Linked DNA regions of Sus scrofa: region 2 is linked to region 1. Evidence: chromatin contacts called from public HiChIP or PLAC-seq data. All regions are on one chromosome and are shown on one strand. Each heading gives the region's core, a stretch centred on a gene start, on an enhancer-like site or on the middle of the called end of the contact. The rest is flanking DNA. Distances are from core to core; before and after follow the strand shown.

Evidence for each region. HiChIP or PLAC-seq counts read pairs in DNA pulled down with a chosen protein or histone mark.
Region 2: an H3K27ac HiChIP or PLAC-seq map of alveolar macrophages shows a contact between it and region 1. The contact joins two enhancer-like sites. A contact is called at or near these places in 1 of 5 promoter capture datasets (fetal skeletal muscle) and 1 of 2 datasets of contacts at active chromatin or transcription factors (alveolar macrophages).

Annotation. Positions count from the first base shown.
Region 1 is chr9:91,440,033-91,446,327 of Sscrofa11.1, reverse strand. No RefSeq gene overlaps it. Among named protein-coding and RNA genes, the nearest start is that of IL6, 63 kb to the left of the region's middle. Within about 2 kb of position 3,522, at least 9 of the 83 cell types and tissues checked have an H3K27ac peak or open chromatin away from gene starts, as enhancers often do. A contact at or near this core is called in alveolar macrophages, where this site is marked.
Region 2 is chr9:91,560,872-91,567,166 of Sscrofa11.1, reverse strand. No RefSeq gene overlaps it. Among named protein-coding and RNA genes, the nearest start is that of TOMM7, 15 kb to the left of the region's middle. Within about 2 kb of position 3,741, at least 2 of the 83 cell types and tissues checked have an H3K27ac peak or open chromatin away from gene starts, as enhancers often do. A contact at or near this core is called in alveolar macrophages, where this site is marked.

The DNA.
Region 1 (6,295 bases), core at 2,273-4,772:
AATTGCACTCCTTGGATAGGCAATCCCAAAGCACAGGATAAGCCTCACAACTACTGAGGAATGTATGTATAAATTAATCTCCTTCTGCCCTCTACCTCAGCTGCTCTGTTCCCCCCTCCGGAGGCATCTATTGTTAACGGTTTCTGGTACTGGAAATGATGTTTGGAGATTTACTTTCTCATTTGTGATTAAAGTAGAGAGAAATGATGGAGCAGGGGCCCCAGCTCTAGCCTCAGCTGTGTCCTCTGTCAGGAACGAGGTGCCTCTGGGCTTTCTGGCAAACTGGCTGGGCTGCCAGCCAGAAGTCAGAGGGAGGTAAAGTGAAGAACTAGCTGGGAGAGATGAGGATGTGGAAGGAGAGAAGGGCTTGGCCCCACATCAAAGCTCTTAGGCTTAGTAGGGGGGAGAAGGGGATTCTGAGGAAGCGATGGTGATTTCCTCTGCTCCGGTGGCAGATCCCCACCCTACCCGCACCCCGTCACAACAATGGAGTCATTTCTGAGTCCTCATGTTTGGAAGGAACAAAGTGAGCTGCAGTAAAGCTTGCAAGGGCTAGAGTTCCCACTGTGGTGTAGTGGGTTCATGATCCAGCTTTGTCTCTGTAGAGGCAACCGTTCCATCCCCGGCCTGACGCAGTGGGTTAGGGTTAAAGAGCCAGTGTTGCTGCAACTGTGCTGTAGGTTGCAGCCCTGGCTTGGATTCGATCACTGGCCTAGGAACATCCATATGCCAAGGGGCAGCTGAAAAAAGAAAAAGGAAAGAAAAACTTGCAAGGACCTACAGCTCCAATTCGATTCCTAGCCTGGGAATCTCCATATGCCGCTGGTACGGCCCTAAACTGGACAAAAGACTAAAAATAAATAAATAAAATAAAAAAATTACCTGCTAATTGGTCAATCTGAGAGCATGAACTTCTGTTTAGGGGTGGTTTTGATCAGTTTTCTAGTTCCAGTGTCTGGATTTCAATAAATATATTGAGGAAGTGTAGAGCTCCTGCAACATGCACTGACCAACACCAGAGGGGTACCATTCCTCCTTCCGAAAGAGTCCCTCAGTGACAGTTTGGGCCAGCTACTGATTTATTTTTTGCTAGCTTGGTAGATGAGAGAATTTGCCTTTGGGTTGAGAATGGGGATAAGATGTTTGCTCAACTGTAGGTGATTTTGATTTAAGAGTGAGCATATTTGGAACAGACTGCATTGGAAAATGGGCCACAATGACACGTCACCATAACCATTTAATTATCTTAGATAGTTATCAAAGTACTGACTGTATTACTCAAGTTTGGGTCATTAAAAAACAAAAAACCCAATTGAGAAATCTCATCCTGTTTCTGTGAGGGAAATATTCTGTGTCTGTTGAGATAGTCTGAAGAACCACTCCATTTTATTATTTATTCCCCGCCTCATTTTTCTTCTTTTCATGCACAATGTCTTTCTGCATTCCACATGCGGCGTTTTCAATAATTCGACTTGTAGGCAAGACTGTATATAGAATACATGCCGATGTGGAGTTGATAAGGTAAATGCCTAATTGTTTCTAAGTGATGGAGGGGAAATCGACTGTAACTGGTATATTTCTGGCTCTTTCTGTCTCTTTGGAAGATGGTCAGAGACATAGAAAAAGAAGTCTGAATTCTCTGAGTAGGTTCTGCTTTGAATGATTTCAAGTAAATGAACTAAATTTGTAGCTTAAGACTGCAAGTCTACATGTAATGTTGCATGCTGAAGGTTTTACCCTCTGTAAAAATGGTAATTTCCCCCTTCAGAAGGCAAGGAGATAGGAATGGGAGGGGTGGGTGGGGAAATCAATGCGTAGGTCAAAAATTTGAATTTTAAGTGCAATCTTCTTAGTCATCACTTTCATTTCTGTCTTCTAGGGAAATCTGACACAGCTAGAAAGCAATGGAAAACACTAAGTGTTGCATCAGATGTTGAAGAGGAACTGATCATACTATGGAGATAAAAAAAAAGATCTTTTTAAGGGGGATATAAAAAGCTGGGTGTGTAAAGGTGGCAGTCTTTTGGAGAGAGGCTAACAAGAGTTCCAGAGGCTAACCGGCCCCTTGTTAGCAATGTTGGCCCCATGTTGGAATGAGGAATGGAAGTGTTTTAATGCTATTCCTCTTCCTCTCAGTGTAGATTTGCAAGGTGGGATGCAAATAAATTTTCAATCCTTCTCAGGGTGTTTCCGTGCATAGCAAGTTCTAGATCCACTCTGTGGAACAATAGCTACAATAAGATTTAATATGGTTACTCTTCTGCCTTCATCCTGTTGGGCAAGTGGTTTTCTGGTCTTTTTTGCTTTTTAGGGCCGCACCCATGGCACGTGGAAGTTTCCAGGCTAGGGGTCGGTTTTCTTTTATTCATTCTTTTTTTTTTTTTTGCTATTTCTTGGGCCGCTCCCTCGGCATATGGAGGTTCCTAGGCTGGGGTCGAATCCAGAGCTGTAGCCACCAGCCTAAGCCAGAGCCACAGCAACGCGGGATCCGAGCCGCATCTGCAACCTACACCACAGCTCACTGCAACGCGGGATCCTTAACCCACTGAGCAAGGGCAGGGACCAAACCTGCAACCTCATGGTTCCTAGTTGGATGTGTTAACCACTGCGTCACGATGGGAACTCCTTTTATTCATTCTTAACTCTGCATTTAATATTAGCCTAGGGTGTTCTTGGCACTGTGTATGACCCAGGAGAGAGTTAGGAAGGAAGTAAAAGATGTGGCTTCAGAGGGCATTGGGGAGAAACAACACAGTAATGATCAAGTAACACTTGTGTAACACTTGAACATTTAAAGTCACCTCCCATTACGTCACCTCGTTTGTTCTCCCCACAGACTTGCTGCATAGCTTTTACTCTTGGAGGATAGTGAAGCTTGGAGAAGTTAAGGGACTTCTCTAGGATCACATTCCCATAAATGACAGAGTTAACAGTATTCTGACTCTGAAACTGGATCAGACGCCACTGAAAACTGCCAAGCTGAGTGCAACATCTGTACAAGCACATGCTGATAAGGCTTTGTGAGTGTGGGGAGTGGGACAAAGTCCCTTAGGGATGGTGTCTTGGGGGGATGCAGTGCATACAGAATACTGCAGGTGTCAAGGAGATCCTCCTGCGAGGAGGAAGGTGGAAAATGGCCCGACACCAGAACAAGGGCAGGAATGAGCTGAACAAGTCAGTAGAGGGAAGGAGACAGACCTTCCTAGGCAGAAGAACCTTGACTGAGAATGATAAGAGACAAGCTAAGGATGTGGATATAAGGAGTAGGGGAAAGCAATACCTGGAATTTTCTTTCCATTGCCTCAGGGAGCCCAAGGCGGAAGGACTGTGAGCTCTCCTAAGAACGTGGTCGATGCTGGCACCTTAATGGGTAGAAAAGGGGGTTGCCAAATGAGTTATATATAGAAGTTGTGCAAGGGAAGTTCTTATGCAAAATGACTAAACACGCTCCATTGCCCTTCCTAGTTACTTATGCACGTTGCATACGTGCCAAGTTGATGGGAAGTTGATGGGAGTCCAGATGTTGTCTAAGATACTGCTCAGAGAATAAGCTGAGAATGAGGTTGCAGAAGTAGATGACAAGCTATCCCTCTGTCATAGTGGAGACAGTTTTAGCCACATTCCCATTCAGCATTTCCTCCATCTAGTACTGTCACCTTGGAACTTGGGGTGGGGGGCTGGGTGAAAGGGCCCTACTCAAGAGAGGGACAGAGAGCTGGTGGGTGGAGAGAGAAAAGACCTGAAGCAGACCTGGGTGATCTCTGCAGTTATGTAACTTTCCAGCCACATGTGACCTAGTAAACCACTGAATTCTTAGGCCCAATATCACTGTGCATGTGGGCTGCTCCAGTTACCTTGAAATTTGGGACCCACTGGGCTGGGAGTAGCAGCTGGCCATGGTGGGGACCTCCTCTGCACAGAGTCACCAGCACAAGAGAGAGCTCTAAACTCATGAGAGACGACCCCGGGAACTCACAGCAATAGAGGGGCGGCTTACAGAGCCTGGAGCGGGGAGCTGGGTCACAGACGATCCTTCCCTCCTTCCTCTGCAACTTGCAGGTAGGTCCACGATGCAAAGAGACATTCTAAGAGTTAGTGCTTGACTGGCTGTACCCAGAGTCTCATCCAGGGGGGTATTGATTCTAGAACTAGGATTAGAGTTTGCTTACCTATGCTGGTTAAGAGTATAGGTCTAGAACAAGGGAGAGTTCAAGGTTACCAAAGCTCTTAGAACTTGAGTTTCCCCTGTAAGATCGGGATAATAGTAAAGATATGAGTGGAAAGGACAACATCATAGCAATGGTGAGAAGCAAATTAGACAATGCAGTAATGCGTGTATTGCAGCTCAGGTTCCTTGGGACACAGATTATGAGAGGAAGTTTGCATGCAGGAAGGTTATTGGGGTCAATACCTTTGGGAAAGTGGAGATCGCATGATTGGTTGAGGGAGAGGTGAACTGTGATACAGTTTAATTTAAGCCCTTGGGTGGCTGTGCAGCTGCAATACCCCTTTAGATTTACCCTGAATTGAGACAAAGGGGTGGGTCTTAGGTCCCCACATTGACCAGTCATTGGATGTGCTGTTCCCAGGAAGGGGGTGTGATCTTAGGCAAAGAAACTCTTCAGCAGTGAGTGAGGTCTGGAGAGGGACTCAGCAGCTAACTGCAGAGGCCATCACTCCTATTGGGCGAGGGAAACAAGTGCTTGAGCTCCGAAGGGGGTAGTAAATCTGGGTAACACACCAAGTGGCTTACTTGGGGGGTGCAAAATAGGCTGCAGCTGCTGTACTTATCCATTTTCCAATAAGAGACATCCAATATCTGGGTGCCAAATATAGTCTTCCTTGTTCTCCAGTTGTAAAAGCAGCCCTATCACTTCCTGATTTTCAGAGTCAGTTATTCATGCTGGAATGCTGACTCCTTTCCTTGCCTGCTGTTCTCTTGGTATGAACAATGACGTAACTGGGTGGCAACCACACCTTATCCTTTAATGGCAAACTTACTGGGTCACCAACAATGCCGGGAGGCACTGAATCTTTGTAGCATTTTTCTCCTCCCATCTGAAGGGCACATGTATTACTGAGGCCTCCGACATACTTGCCACTTCTTGCTCCTCAGGTCCAAATCACATACTGTCATCGGTTGAGTGGACCAATATGATGTTCTGCAGGATGTCCAGGGGGCCAGGGTTCTTGGGACTGTATTTTGACCTAGGGTGGGGGAGTTAACACACCCTGGGGCAAGGCTGTCTTTGTACACTGTTGTCCGTCCCAAGTGAAGGAGAACTGTTTCTGATCTTCTTTCTGATAAAACTGGAAAAGAATGCATTTTTCGGATCCTTAACTTCAAGTTATGTACCTGAGGTGATCTGAATCAGCCCTAGTCAAGATAGCACTGCTGGCATAGCTGCTGCAATCGGCTCATGCATAATGGAGTTTGCACTAGTCCACAGTCCTTCTCCTTGACCCACCTGGCTTCTGTAGAGGCCAGCTTGGTGAGTTAAATGGCAATGTGATAGGGATCATCACCCTGCATCTTTGAGATCTGCCTTTTCCCTCGGGATTGGATACTGTTTTCAGTTTATTATTCTGGCTGGAGTGGGGAAGGCCAGTTTCAGAGGCTCCCACTTGGCTTTCCCACTGCGATGCGTGGGGGCTCAGCCAACAACTGAATTATATATTCAGGTATAGGGAAATTGAGTACTGGTTGGGCCAAAGGAACCAGCCAGCTTCTGATGTGGAACAAGTTGTGAAGTGAGAATTCAATCTCTTCTGGGGCTCTGCTGTTCTTATAACTAAGTCCTAGATCTGAGGTTCAGCTTTTTCTGCCCTCTGGCTGCAGGATATGAGAGTTTCTTTATATGCTTCCAAAGAGGCCTTTTGGTATTAACCTTGAGCCTTGATTAGTGAGTAATCACACTCAGTCTTTTATTTTCTCCAATGCATCTCTTCTCCCAACAATAGCTATCCAATGCCATCAGGCTTAGGATCTGTGTTTACCCCATCTCTCTCTCAAATGAGGTAAATACGAGGTACATATGAGGATCTATCAGTGCTTCAGTTATCACTGGGGAAGATGACCTTATTATAGCCTGTTTTGTTTTGTTTTGTCTTAAATTTTATGGCTGCACTCCAAGCATATGAAAGTTCCTGGGCCTAGGATTGAATCCGAGCCATGGCTGTGGCAATGGTGGATCCTTTAACCCACTGTGCTGGGCCGGGGATTAAACCTGGTCCTCCACAGCAACCCTAGTCATTACAGTCAGGTTCTTAACGTACTGTGACACAGTGGGAACTC
Region 2 (6,295 bases), core at 2,492-4,991, 120 kb before region 1:
TGATCTCTTGTCCTTCAGAAAGACCAGGCGTGTTCTCACTTTGGAGTCTGAATTAGCTGTTCTCTCTGCTGGCACCCCTCCCAGATACCCACACATGTGGTTTTATTGTAGTCTGTGCCCAACTACCGTCTTTCAGAGACTATGTCTTTGACCCTTATGTAAAACAGCAAACTACACCTGCCTTGTCTCTCCATAATTCTTTTTTATTTTTTATTATTAACTGAAGTGTAGTTGAATTACAATATTGTATTAGTTTCAGATGTACTAATACAATATTGTATTAGTTTCAAAGTGGTTCCAGTATATATACATACACACACAAACAAATTATTAACTGAATTAATAATTAACTGAGTTAATTAATTATTAACTGAAGTGTAGTTGAATTACAATATTGTATTAGTTTCAGATGTACTAATACAATATTGTATTAGTTTCAAAGTGGTTCCAGTATATATATATATACACACACAAACAAATGTATATCTATGTGTGAATGTATATTCTTTTTCAAGTTCTTTTCCATTGTAAGTTATTATGAGATACTGAATATAGTTCCCTGTGCTATACAGTAGGTTCTTATCTATTTTGTATATTGTAGTATATCTGTTGAGCCTGAACTCCTAATTTATCATCCCCTCCACATTCCTCTTCAGTGACTGCAAGTTTTCTTTTATGTCTCCGAGTCTATTTCTGTTTTGTAAATAAATTAATTTGTATTTTTTTTTTTAGATTCCACATATAAGTGATGCCATGTGATATTTGTCTTTCTCTGACTTACTTCACTTAGTGTGGTAATCTCTTGATCCATCCATGTTGCTGCAGATGGTGTTATTTCATTCTTTTTTATGGCTGAGTAGTATACTACATCTTCTTTACCATTCATCTGTTGATGAATACTTAGGTTGCTTTCATGTCTTGGCTCTTGGAAATAGAGCTGCTATGAACATTGGGTTGCATGTATCTTTAAAAAAATTTTTTTTTCCAGATAGATGCCCAGGAGTGGGATTGCTGGATCATATGCTAACTCTATTTTTAGTTTTTTTTTTTTAAAGAAACTCCGTATTATTCTCCATTGAGGTTGCACCAATTTACATTCCCAACAATGGTGTAGGAGGGTTCCCTTTTCTCCACACCCTCTCCAGCATTTATTATTTGTAGACTTTTTGATGATGGCTGTTCTGAACTAGTAGTTTTGATTTGCATTTCTCTTAATAATTAGTGTTGTTAAGCATCTTTTTATGTGCCTGTTGGTCGTATGTAGGTTTGGCCCATCATTCTCTTCTTTTTTTTTTTTTTTCTTAATTAATTTATTGTTTTCTTTTTTTTTTTTTTTTTTTTTTTTTGTCTTTTTTGTCTTTTGTTGTTGTTGTTGCTATCTCTTGGGCCGCTCCCGCGGCATATGGAGGTTCCCAGGCTAGGGGTCTAATCGGAGCTGTAGCCACCGGCCTACGCCAGAGCCACAGCAACGCGGGATCCCAGCCGCATCTGCAACCTACACCACAGCTCACGGCAACGCCGGATCGTTAACCCACTGAGCAAGGGCAGGGACCGAACCCGCAACCTCATGGTTCCTAGTCAGATTCGTTAACCACTGCGCCACGACGGGAACTCCCATCTTTTTTTTTTTTTAATTAATTTTTTTTTTTGCCATTTCTTGGGCTGCTCCTGCGGCATATGGAGGTTCCCAGGCTAGGGGTCGAATCGGGGCTGTAGCCGCCAGCCACAGCCACAGCCAAAGCCATGCGGGATCCAAGCCGCATCTGCGACCCACACCACAGCTCACAGCAACACCGGATCCTTAATCCACTGAGCAAAGCCAGGGATCAAACCCGAAACCTCATGGTTCCTAGTGAGATTCGTTAACCCCTGAGCCACTGTAGCTGTGGCTCATTCTCTTTAACCTTATCTTACTTTTCCTCAAAGAACTTTTACCCACCTTTAAAATATATGTATATGAATAATCTTATCTCTCGCTTTTAGAATGTAAGTTCCGTAAACACAGGACTGTATTTATATATATATGTATTTTTATTTTTACTTTCTTGGTCTTTTTTTGTCTTTTCTAGGGCCGCACCCACAGCATATGGAAGTTCCCAGGCTTAGGGGTCTAATCGAAGCTGTAGCCGCTGGCCTACGCCACAGCCATAGCAATAGGAATCTGAGCTGTTTCTGCGACCTACATCAGAGCTCACAGCAACGCGGTATCCCTAACCCACTGAGCAAGGCCAGGGATCGAACCCTCAACCTCTTAGTTCCTGGTCAGATTCGTTAACCACTGAGCCACAACAGGAACTCCAGGACTCTATTTTTAGAGGCTAGTACAGGTCCTGATATATAGAAGATGTCCAAGAAGAATGAATGAATGAATGAATGAATTATGGGGTTGTATGTGTTAAGTGTAAAATGCTTTGAGAACTGGAAACTTTTATAAAAGGAATCGTTGTATAGGGCCAGTATTTTTCTCTTCATTAGTGATAATTGGTAATAAATCCTGAATAAAAGATGTTGGAAAGAGATGATGTGGGAACGGGAATGTTTACTCTGACTTGGCACTTTTTTCATTTAATCACCACAACAATGCTGTGAAGTAGGACCTAATCTCCATTTTGCAGATGAAACAGGCCTGGGTCATTTTTTCCAAATCACAGAGAAAACTTGAGTTTGAACCTATGTCTGCTCACTAGAAGCTTAGTATGTTATTACTGATAGATGCCACATTTAAAAGTAACTTAAAACAACTGATGAAATGGTATAATAGACAATTACAGCAACTACAAAATATTAACACTTCAAGTTCCATAGAGAGGGCACATCTACTTTTATCTGTAATCCACAGCCCTATATATGATAGCACAGGGAGTAGTCAAATTTACGTAAGTTTAACTTATTTGAAATTATTATGCCAGCTATAGGAAACTCTAAACATTTTTTTGTTTGTTTGTGGAGTTGCTGTCGTGGCTCAGTGGTAACGAACCCGACTGGTATCCATCAGGATGTGGGTTCAATTCCTGGCCTCGCTCAGTGGGTTAAGGATCCAGCGTTGGCATGAACTGGTGTAGGTTGCACATGTGGCTTGGATCTGACGTGGCTGTGGCTGTGGCATAGGCTGGCAGCTGCAACTCCAATTCGAGCCTTAGCCCAGGAACTTCCATATGTCGCAGGTGCAGTCCTAAAAAGGCAAAAACAAAAAACATTTTATGGTCTTTTCTTGAATAGCCTACATTTCCATCGAGGTCTATTTTACGAACAGTGAAATGAGCAGATCTATGTATACAGTTTGATGAGTGCTGCCAGTCATGTATACCCTGTAACCACCACGCCAAGATGGGGACCAGGATCTACTCGAACCTGGGATCCTTAGTGTGTTGCACTTGGTAGGTGCTCGACAAATATTTTTGAATTAAATGTGGAAAAATTTTTTAGAGGTCGACATAGATAAACTGCAGGGAAGTTTGAGTTGATGTTCTCTTTCCCATAAGCAAAGATACTAAAAGTTAAAAATAATAATAGTTTTAGAATTTTACTGATAACTGGGATGAGGAGAGTTTTACTGCAGCCCTTTCTTTCCTCTTCTATCAAGGACAGTCCAGAAGAGGAAGTAAGAAAAAGGGCACGGAGACAGGAGGAAAAATACATTTTTTTTTTTTTTTTTCTGAAGAAAACTGCCACTAACAGGAAGTGAGTGAAGAAATGTCAACAGCTCCCTGGTGTTCCCTAATGCCCACTGAAGTTGAGGCTGTGGACAAAAAGAAGCTCCCAGAGATCAAAATTAGAGGTCCAGGAGGAGTTTCCTGGAAAGCAGAACTGAAGGCCCCAAATATTTACAGGAAAGGAAGTGTCTGTTTCGGTTCCGTGGAGTTTTATATTGCCGCAGACTCGTGACCACTGCAGGTTTTCTTCCCTTCCCTTTTCTGAATGGCTGTTTCAATGAGGTTATTCCACCTTTGTATAATGGGTAGGTTGAGGGCGGTTAATTTGTACTGAATTGTTGGACCTTGGAGAGCCATCCAGTCCAGATGGGAGGTGCACATTTCCCAGAATTCCCTAACTTTGCCATGGATGCAATATCTAGATAAGACTCCCTGGGAGTAATTGATTGTGTTCTGGGTATGAGAATTAGTGTGTGTGAATATTTGGTCAGCAAAGAAGAAGACATGTCAGAATATTGTCGCTTATCAAACGTCAGTTTTATTTCTCTAATTGTGATATTTGCTTACATTACGGCTAAGTTAAAGGCTCTCAGACTCCTTGAAATTTAGGTGTGGCTCTATGAGTAATAAGTTGATAATTGAGATATAAGAAATGTTGTGTGATACTTCTGGGAAGTGTGTTTCTTGGATCTGAAATAACTGGATCACAGCTGTTTGTGGACCAGGAGGATAAAGCCATATATACTAGGAATGGTTGAGTGGTGTGATGTTAGGAATCCAGGTTTCTCAAGATTCTATGAGAAGTTCTGTTTGTTCACACTTTCAGTGGCTTCTTTGTTATCAAATTTTCTGGTCTTTCCAAACAGATAAAAATACAATGTATTGTAGTTTAAATTAGCATTTTATGAGTGAGGTACAGCATTGTTTTTTGTCTTTTTTTCACATTTTAAAGCACCATTTGTGTTTCCTTTAGCCCATTTTTTTCTGTTGCAGTATTGATCTTTTCCATATTGACTTATAGGTACTTTGTATTTTAAGGAGGTTTTACCTGTGATATTAATTATAGACATTTCCCCCCAATTTTTTATTTGTCATTTGACTTTGTTTATGACCATCTTTGCCATGCAGATGTTTTGAGTTTTATGAATCAAATTATTGACTTTTAAAAATGCCTTTTGAGGAGTTCTCTTCATGGCTCAGTGGTTAACGAACCCAACTAGTATCTATGAGGACGCAGGCTTGATCCCTGGCCTCGCTCAGTGGGTTAAGGATCTGGAGTTGCCGTGAGCTGTGGTGAGGTCACAGATGCGGCTCAGATCCCATGTGACATGTGGCTGTGGCATAGGCTGGCAGCTGTAGCTCTGATTCGACCCCTAGCCTGGGAACTTCCATATGCTGCATGGGGGGCCCTAAAAAGCAAAAAAAAAAAAAAAAAAAAAACCTTTTGAATTGTATCAAAGTCTTTTTCTATCTTGAGATTGGAAAAAAATCTTTTCCCAAGCTTTCCTTTGGTATATATATTTTTGATATTTACTTATTTGCTTGTTTACTTGTTAGAAAACATTTTGAATTTAAAAATTAAAAATTTTTATCTTTATACAATTTTAAAAGGTTATACTCTATTTTCAGTTTATTACAAAGCATTGAGTATATTTCATGCATTGTGAAATGCATCCTTGTATCCTATTTTGCATCCAATAGTTTGTACTTCTTACCTTCCCACCCCTTCCCCACAACTGGTAACCACTAAGTTTGTTCTCTAAGTCTGTCAGTCTACTTATTTTTTGTTATATTCACTAGTTTGTTGTATGTTTTAGATTCCACCCATAAGTGATATCACACAGTGTTTGTTTTTGTCTGACTTACTTCCCTTAGCATTGTGCCCTCTAAGTCCATCCATGTTGCTGCAAATGACAAAATTTTGTTCTTTTTTTGGCTGAGTAGTATTCCTTTGTATATCTATGCCACATCTTTCTTTTGTTACATTTTGGTTTATATTTTAATATTTTGTTCCATTTGTAATTTATAACTAAGGCAGTTTCTCATTTTTCTGACCTCCACTTCTCTTAATGATCTTATTTACTACCCTGCCTTCAGGTTCCAGAAAGGAGATAAGATCAACTAGATCTTATCTAGTATAGATAGGATCAACTAGAAAAGGTGTGGGTGAAGTGAAATAAGAAGTTTAAGTAATAAATTCCAAAAGGATCACATTAGTTTCTTGGAGTCATGTCCTCTCTTGCCTTGGGACCTCAACTAATGCCCATTAATTCTTCCTCACTATTCCTATTCCTGCCCCCTTTTTCTGGCTTTCTTACCAGAAGCGCAAGAACCTGGTTGATTTGTTCATCGCTATATCCCTAACACCAAGAATAGTGCATGGCACATAGTGGGATCACCATATTTGGTAAGCAAAGAAGTAGAAATGGCATAAAATGTTAGTTGCCTACCAAAAAATCCATTTTTGTGCCATCTCTGGCATATCTGCTCATCTCAGTTTTCTACGCTCCCAGAAACTGTTCTGTGCTGGGTTTCATGGTATCTCGCTCACCCTGTGCTCATACAGCTAAAGACCAAGGATCTGAGAAGAGTTTCTATAAAATTCATCATTGGATTCATTTTTAGTGAGGAACATGTGCAAG